Linked DNA regions of Mus musculus: region 2 is linked to region 1. The links are chromatin contacts, called in public promoter capture Hi-C maps. All regions are on one chromosome and are shown on one strand. Each heading gives the region's core, a stretch centred on a gene start, on an enhancer-like site or on the middle of the called end of the contact. The rest is flanking DNA. Distances are from core to core; before and after follow the strand shown. Region 1 overlaps Eif2b3 (eukaryotic translation initiation factor 2B, subunit 3). Region 2 overlaps Armh1 (armadillo-like helical domain containing 1).

Evidence for each region. Capture Hi-C pulls out chosen DNA fragments and counts their contacts.
Region 2: a promoter capture Hi-C map of adipose tissue shows a contact between it and region 1. The contact joins two enhancer-like sites. A contact is called at or near these places in 2 of 115 datasets of contacts at active chromatin or transcription factors (embryonic stem cells and memory CD8 T cells) and 2 of 9 other capture datasets (adipose tissue and liver).

The regions. Positions count from the first base shown.
Region 1 is chr4:117,046,912-117,050,869 of GRCm38.p6, forward strand. The region is part of intron 4 of Eif2b3 (eukaryotic translation initiation factor 2B, subunit 3); the gene reads left to right. Among named protein-coding and RNA genes, the nearest start is that of Eif2b3, 29 kb to the left of the region's middle. Within about 2 kb of position 2,165, at least 30 of the 459 cell types and tissues checked have an H3K27ac peak or open chromatin away from gene starts, as enhancers often do. A contact at or near this core is called in adipose tissue, where this site is marked.
Region 2 is chr4:117,217,161-117,221,118 of GRCm38.p6, forward strand. The region is part of intron 7 of Armh1 (armadillo-like helical domain containing 1); the gene reads right to left. Among named protein-coding and RNA genes, the nearest start is that of Gm23287, 8.3 kb to the left of the region's middle. Within about 2 kb of position 1,896, at least 48 of the 459 cell types and tissues checked have an H3K27ac peak or open chromatin away from gene starts, as enhancers often do. A contact at or near this core is called in adipose tissue, where this site is marked.

The DNA.
Region 1 (3,958 bases), core at 915-3,414:
GTGTTTTCTGAATCTTTTGTTGATCTGGGTATTCTGTGTTGGGGTGTCGTTATAAATAGTATGGGCTGTGGCCTTAAACTCAAGGAATTGTGCCTTGGCCTCCCGGGTGGAAGGATTACAAGGATACACCATCATGCCAGCCCTGAAGGGTCTTTTCCTCATGAACATCATTGCTTGACTTGATGCTATGGGCTAGTCCACGTAGGTTTTGCCTGTGTGTATGTCTGTACACTATGTGCATGCTTGGTCCCTTGCACAGAGAGCAGAGGACAGCTTCAGGTCCCTTGGGACTAGAGTTACAGGCGGTTGGTAGCCTCTATGTGGATGATGAGAACAGAAGCAGGGTCCTCTTCAAGAGCAGCCAGTGCTCTTTACTTCTGAGCCATTTCTTCAGCTCCATCCAGCCTTACTCAGATGTCACTGTTGAGCTTTGGAACAGAGAGGGACTCCGTGGCTGCTTTCATGCCTGTGGTTTCAGTGTTTCTGGTGGCTCCACCTCTTTTCTTTACTTCTGCTTCACTTCCTTCCAAGGCTTTTACTCTTTTGATTAATTTCTACTTTGCTTCAATTAGTTAGTTAATTAATTAATTAATGAGGCAGAGATCCGCCTGCCTGTGCTTTGCCTTGTTCCCTACTTTACCTCTCTGTCGCTGGTAGTCTCTGCTCTTGGCCCCTACCTCCTCTTGCTGTGTTCTTCAGACTTAGAATTGCTTAGTATGTTTTCCTTTTCTAAGGAGCCTCAAGCATTGCTTCAATATCAGATCTGCCATTGTCTATAGATTCAAAGCCCAGGTGCTCTCTCTCTCCATTGCACCATAGGAGCCTTCATCTACCATCTTCTCTAATGGCCTGTTCAGGCTTTCAGGTGCCTGGTTCTAATATTCTGGAAGAGGCTGTGGTGTTGCTGTGACCACAGCTATCATTCTTAACTCAGAGGCCACCATCCATCCCAGGACTGAGAAAGATATCTGGGTGCTCAGCTTCGAGAGCTGGGCTTCTCCTTGATTTAGTTCATCATCCAGGAGCCTGACCGTGACTTGTTTGCAAACAGCAGGTTCTGTGAGAGTGGAAACAGAAGCTACAAATGTCTCTGCAGCATTAGTGTCAGCTATCCTCCTTTAGTCAGAGCTAGTTACTGCCTTGCAGTAGTGGCTCATGCCTTTAATCTTAGCATTTGAGAGGCAGAGTCAAGGGGATCACTTGAGTTCCAGGCCAGCCTGGTCTAGAGAGAGTTCCAGGACAACCAGGGTTACACAAAGAAACCCTGTCTTAAACAGTCTGCCATGGCTGTCCTGGAACTCACTCTGTAGACCAGGCTGGCCTCAAACTCACAGTGGTCCACCTGCCTTAGCCTCCCAAGTGCCGGGATCAAAGGTGTGCACCACCAGCACCTGGCTAGTCTGGTTTTTAAGTAGGGTTTTCTGTTGTTTTGTTGTTGTTGTTTTTCGAGACAGGGTTTCTCTGTGTAGCTGGCCTCAAACTCAGAAATCCGCCTGCCTCTGCCTCCCAACTGCTGGGATTAAAGGTGTGTGTCACCACTGTCCTGCTTGAGTTTTCTGTTGTTTGGGACAGGGTTAGTGTGTTTTGCTGGCTGCCCTGGAACTCACTGTGTAGGTAGGGCTGGCCTTGAAGTTGCTGTAGCCCCCTACCCTGTCTCCATACAGACATTATTACTTGTCTGTGCCATTGCTCCTACTCGTATAATTTTGATTTGTTTTTAATTTGTATAGCTTGTTTGTGTCTGTATAATGAGTAAATATTTATCCTATCGTCTGGTTTTGGCATCAGGATCATGCTAACTTCATAAAATGGGTTAGAATTTTGAACGCCCAAGTGTAACACTTTTTATGGAGTAGGAGTACAGTTTTACTCTTGGAATGAATAAAAACTGTAGAAAAGATAGAAACGTCAATCAGAGAAGTAAAAATCAAGTAGGAATATTTGAATGTGACATAATTTTTGAGAAATCAAAGTTCACAGTCTTATTTGTTTTCTCGGCCTTGTTTGTGCAGTCTTGCTTCATGGGTAGACATTCTGGTTACCCGTTCTGCTCCCAAGTGGAATTCACTTCGATAAAGCAAGACAGAAAAGAAGCCTCTCCAAGAGCCTGTAATCTTTAGTCAGAGTTTCCAGTTACTGTGGCAACAATAAAGAAACAATACAGGGAGGAAGGCCATGTAGCAACAGAGCCAAAAATTGCCTGGCTGGAAATTATTGCTCTCAGGACATTCAAGTGATTCAAGGTTTTTGTGAGCCTAAGAACTGATATGTTAAACACTCCAAGTTAGATCCAGAACTCTATTAAGTTGATAGCTCATAATTAGACAGTCACAAACTTTTCTACAGTCTCAAATTGTCATGTAATGGATGAATTAATATATTTCAGAGCTGTGTGTGTGCCATTTGGAGTTCTCTTCAGAATTTAGCTTCAAATTGACCATATTTGCTTTTCCTATGGATTTCACTAATTTTGATTTTTGGAAAGAACTGTATAATTTTTCCCTCGTTCAGATTCAAACACTGCATATGATGAAATGGCCAGCTACCATGTGATTGATGGTCTCAAGTGCTTCAACCACCAGAGCTAAATGTTACACAACTAACACTTTTTTGTAGATAAACAAACAGCTACAGCTAACAGTGAAGCATACCAGGTATGGTAGTATGCAGCTGTAATCCCATCTCTCCAGAGGCTGAGACAGGACAGTCATGAGTTCAAGTCCAGCCTCGGTTATATATTGAGTTATGTATGTGTATGTCAGTTACTTGCACACATGTACTTGTGTAAAGGCCAGAAGTTAACATCATGTGTCTTCCCCTGCCCATCCCCCCTTTAAGGCATGGTCCTCACTGTACCTGAACCTGCTATTTCTGCTAGACTGGGATCTCTTTGTCTTTGCCTCCACACCCAGTGCAGGAGGTAGAGACACACATGCTACCTTCCCCAGTTTTTATGTGGATACTGAGGATTGATCCAAACTCAAGTCCTCGTGCTTGCATAAAAGCACTTGATCCATTGAGCATAAGAGTAAGAATTTGTTTTATTTTTTTTTCAAGAGATTTTTTTTTTAATATGAGTACACTGCAGCTGTCTTCAGACACACCAGACGAGGGCATCGGATTCCATTACAGATGGTTGTGAGCCACCATCTCAGGACCTCTGGAAGAGCAGTCCCTTAACCGCTGAGCCATCTCTCCAGCCCTTCATTTTTTTTTTTAAAGATTGATTGATTGATTGATTGATTGATTACATGTAAGTACACTGTAGCTGTCTTCAGACACTCCAGAAGAGGGAGTCAGATCTCATTACGGGTGGTTGTGAACCACCATGTGGTTGCTGGGATTTGAACTTCGGACCTTCGGAAAAGCAGTCAGGTGCTCTTACCCACTGAGCCATCTCACCAGCCCTAGCCCTTCATTTTTTAACTTAAATTTTTGTTTGTTTGGGGTGTTTTTTTTTTCCTCCAAGACAGGGTCTCACTGTGTAGCTCTGGCTATCCTGGAATTTATTCTAGACTAGGCTGGTCTTGAACTCACCTGCCTCTACCTCCAAAGTGCTGGCATTAAAGGTGTGTGTCTATGGCAACTTAAATATTTTAATAGCTTGGTCGATAATACTATTATAAATTCTTTACATATGTTAACTCATATAATCATAACAAACCTATGTATTAACGACTATTAGTCCTATTTAACTGAAGAATAGAGGGTTTAATTAATGTACATATAAAGATATTTATTTATGATTATAAATATATAAAATATATGAGATTCATACCTCATGGACTACCTTTAGAAGCCCAGCTCTTAATTGTTATACTCTGTTTCTTCTGCGTCTACATGTCTTTAGATATACACGCTGACCAGGTGGCAGTGGCGCACACCTTTGATCCCAGCGCTTAGAGGCAGAATCAGGTGAATCTCTGAGTTTGAGACCAGCCTGGACGGTCTATAGAAC
Region 2 (3,958 bases), core at 646-3,145, 170 kb after region 1:
TGCACCCTGGGAAATATGTCTATGCCTGAGATGTGAAGAGAAGTGACTGGGTGGATGCCCAGGCTCCAAAGGAGTGTAAGAAGATATGTTTATGATAAATTCCTGGCTGGGAGCAGCAGGTTCTGCAACGTAGTCAGATATTCCAGGAGATAAATATTTACTTCTGCCAACCCACTTTAAACTGAATGCTTCATCTTCCATTGGTTATGTAACTAGAATGCTCGAAGCTCCTGGGACAAATGAAGATTTTTCTCACCCAGCCAGTTCTGTGTTTTGTGTTCGCAGCTGTCACTGGTTATACCCAAAGAGAGAGAAGCAGGGCCCTGCCTCTCTGCTGAGACATTTGCTCTCTGAGCAAGCACTTTACGGACTCATCCCCACCCCTTGGCCAACCCGGATGGGGCATGCGCTCGCTACAGGACCTGTGCTGAGGAGATAGAGGGGGCAGTGATCAGCAGATGTAAGGTGGATGCCATGGACACTTAGTTCAAGAGGAAAGAGTCATATCTCAAGTCCAGAAAGCCCACAGCCTGAAGCTGGATGAGGCAGCACGTGCCTATAAGAGCAACACTCGGGAGCTGGAGGGCCACTGCTTACTTCATATAGAGTTTGAGGCCAGTCTAAGCTGTCTAAGACTCTGTCTAAAAAAACCAAAGCAAAACAACTCACCCTTGTCTGCACCAGGATGCCTCGTGCTTTCCTGCTGATCCCTCTGAACAGATGAAGAAGTTGAGGGCAAGTGGCCTTGTTAGGGGGCCAGTGAGCAGGAAAGCTTCTACCAGGGTTAATGTTCCTGTGGCAAAAGGACCTTACAAGTGGCCAAGTAACCAAAGTTGGTGGTGGCGCACGCCTTTGACCTCTGCCTTGGGAGGCAGAGGCAGGCAGATCTCTGAGTTCAAAGTCAGCCTGGTCTACAGAGTGAGTTCCAGAACAGCCAGGGCTACATGGAGAAATCCTGTCTCGAAACAAAACAAAGGAACAAAATAAGTGGTCCAGCACTTGGATATCCCGTGTGTGCGGGAGAATAAAATATTCCATCCCAGGTGTGTGTGTGTTTGGCTTTGGCATTTTAGAATTGCTTTTTGCTACTGTTTTTTTTGTTGTTGTTGTTTTGTTTTTTTGTTTGTTTGGGTTTTTTTTGTTTTTGTTTTTGTTTTTTTGAGACAGGATCTTTCTACATAGTCCCAGATAGCCTAGAACTAACTAACTATGTAGTCCAGGCTGGCCTTGAACTCATAGAGATCCACCTGCCTCTGCCTCCTGAGTGCTGGGAATAAAGGTATGTGCCACCATGCCCAGCATCAGAGTTGGTTATCAGAGAAACTGTACGGCCTCTTGTAGATAGGAACAGGTCTGGAAGGCCGCCCTTCTCTTAAAGGGGCTGACATTATGAAGGAAATCTGTCTTAGCCAGCTCGTGGCTATGCACAGGCTTTTCTATGACGTACCCTCCTTTTTGCTTAGGGAAGATCTTTTCATGACAGAAGAGGTTGGGGTCCGACACTTGCCCAGACAGATTGCATCACAGGTGGTTTTTGACTAGGGACTTTGTGTAACCGGAAATCCTTTTGTGCCTCCTCCCAGCAACCTTCCATAAAGAGCAGCCACTTCCTTTTCCTCCATAACTGGAAGCCTGAATGCCTCTACATAAAGTTCAGTTAACCAGCACCTCCCTTCAGCCTCATACTCTGTAGGATTCTACAGAGTTTTTTTTTTCTGTTACTCTGTCTATAAATCATTTTACAGATGAAGATGATCATGCCTTGACAGCGAACAGACTAAATCTAAAGCTGGTGTACACATGCAGTCACTTCCACGGTGCCCACCCATGTCTTTGCTGCTAGAGTCTTGGGAAACCGGTTTACTGTGCACTTCTGGACGAGACTGCCACCTGCTGGCTGCACAGAGGAAGCACGCTTCAGCATAAATTTTCTTTCTTTTCTACTGGAATATCCTTGCAGGCTGTACTTGACCAGTCACATGCTCTCTGATTCCTGAGTGTTCTGCTGCCCTTTTAACTACATTCTATTCAAATACTAATGTTGAAGCACTAAAAATAGATTAACTCATACATTTTTAATTACACCGTATTCAAAGACCAATGCTGAAACACTAAAAATAGATGGATTAATTATTAGACATGGAGCCTTCACTGTTAGATCAAACTGGCCTTCATTTTGTGGCAGTCCTCCTGCTACCGCCTCCATCGTCGGCGGTTACAGACACATGCCATCATGCCCAGATAAAAATACTTTCAGAGAATTGCTTTTTAAGAGCTGAGGAGGACTGATGAGATGGTTCAGTGGACAAAGACACTTGAAACCAAGCCTCATCAACTGAGTAGGATCCCAGGGTTGCATGGTGGAAGGAGAAAAGTTCTGCTAGTTATCCCCCAACCTTGCCATCCCTGTGGCATGCACACCCCCTCCCAAATAAATAAATAAGGCAGGAGAGGCTCAGCAGTTAACACACTTTTTTTTGTTGTTGTTTTGTTTTGTTTTGTTTTTTTTTGACAGGGTTTCTCTGTGTAGCCCTGGCTGTCCTGGAACTCACTCTGTACACCAGGCTGGCCTCGAACTCAGAAATCCACCTGCCTCTGCCTCCCGAGTGCTGGGATTAAAGGCGTGGGCCACCACTGCCCGGCATTAACACACTTGTTAAGCAAGCTTGAGAACTGGAGTTCATGTCCCCAGCACCCAGGTAAACTGGGCTAGCACTGTGGCTGGGTTGCACTCTTAGCACTAGGGAACTAGAGACAGAGATCCCAGGGGCAAGCTGGTTAGCCCAGCTCATCACATTGGTGAGTTACAGGTTCAGCTAGAGACATTAACATGTAAACAGAGTGGCTAAGGAAGACCTCTGATGTCATTTTCTGACCTCCATGCACATGTGTGCGAGTGCACACACACACACACACACACACACACACACACACACACACACACAACTTTAAAGTCTAGCCAGACTCAGCTGAGAGAAGCTGAGATAAGTGGGTTGGTTAAGTGCTGGGGATCAAGGCTATCCTGGATAATGCAGCAAGAATCTGTCTCCAAAATGCAAACAAAAAATATATTATCAGTATTGTTATTGTATTTGTTTGTTTACTTATTTACTTACTTATTTGTGACAGGGTCTATCTTTATAGTCCTTGTTGTCTTGGAGCATGCTACATGGACTATGCTGTTCTAGAATTCACAGAGATCTCCTGAGTGCTGGGATTAAAGTTGTGTGCCACCAAACCCAGCTTGTTATTATTGTTATTTTTAAACAATAAAGAAAATCGATAAAGTATAAACATAAGCTATGGATGTGACATATGTGCTGATGACCCAGGAGTTATGGTGACATGTTCTCTGTCTCTCTCTCTCTCTCTGAAGTCTCCTGTAGCTAGACTATACTCAAGCTTACTATGTAGCTAAGTATGAACTTGAATTACTGATCTTACCAGTTTGTTTGTTTGAAGACAGAATCTTACTTTGTAGCTCAGGCTGGCTTTGAACTTATGACATTCATCCTGTTCATCCTGTCCCAACCTCTTGAGTGCTAGGATTACAGGTGTGAACCTATCTCAGTTATCTGCTCTCTGCTCTTCTAGGCAAGTGCGGTGGTTTGAATAGGAATGGCCCCCCAGAGACTCGTGTGTTTAAATGCTTGGGCCATATAGAGTGGCACTATGAGGAGGTGTGGCCTTGTTGGAGTCGGTGTGGTGTTGTGGGGCCAGGCTTTGAGGTTTCCTGTGCTAAAACTCCACCCAATGTGGAACACAGTCTCCTTCTGCTGCCTGTGGATCAAGATGTAGAACTCTTGGCTCCTTCCCCAGCATATTTCTGCCATGCTTCCTGCCATGATGATAATGCACTGAACTTCTGAGCCTGTAAGCCAGCCCCAATGAAATGTGAGAGTGAGAGTGGCTATGGTCATGGTGTCTCTTCACATCGATGGAAACCCAAACTAAGACA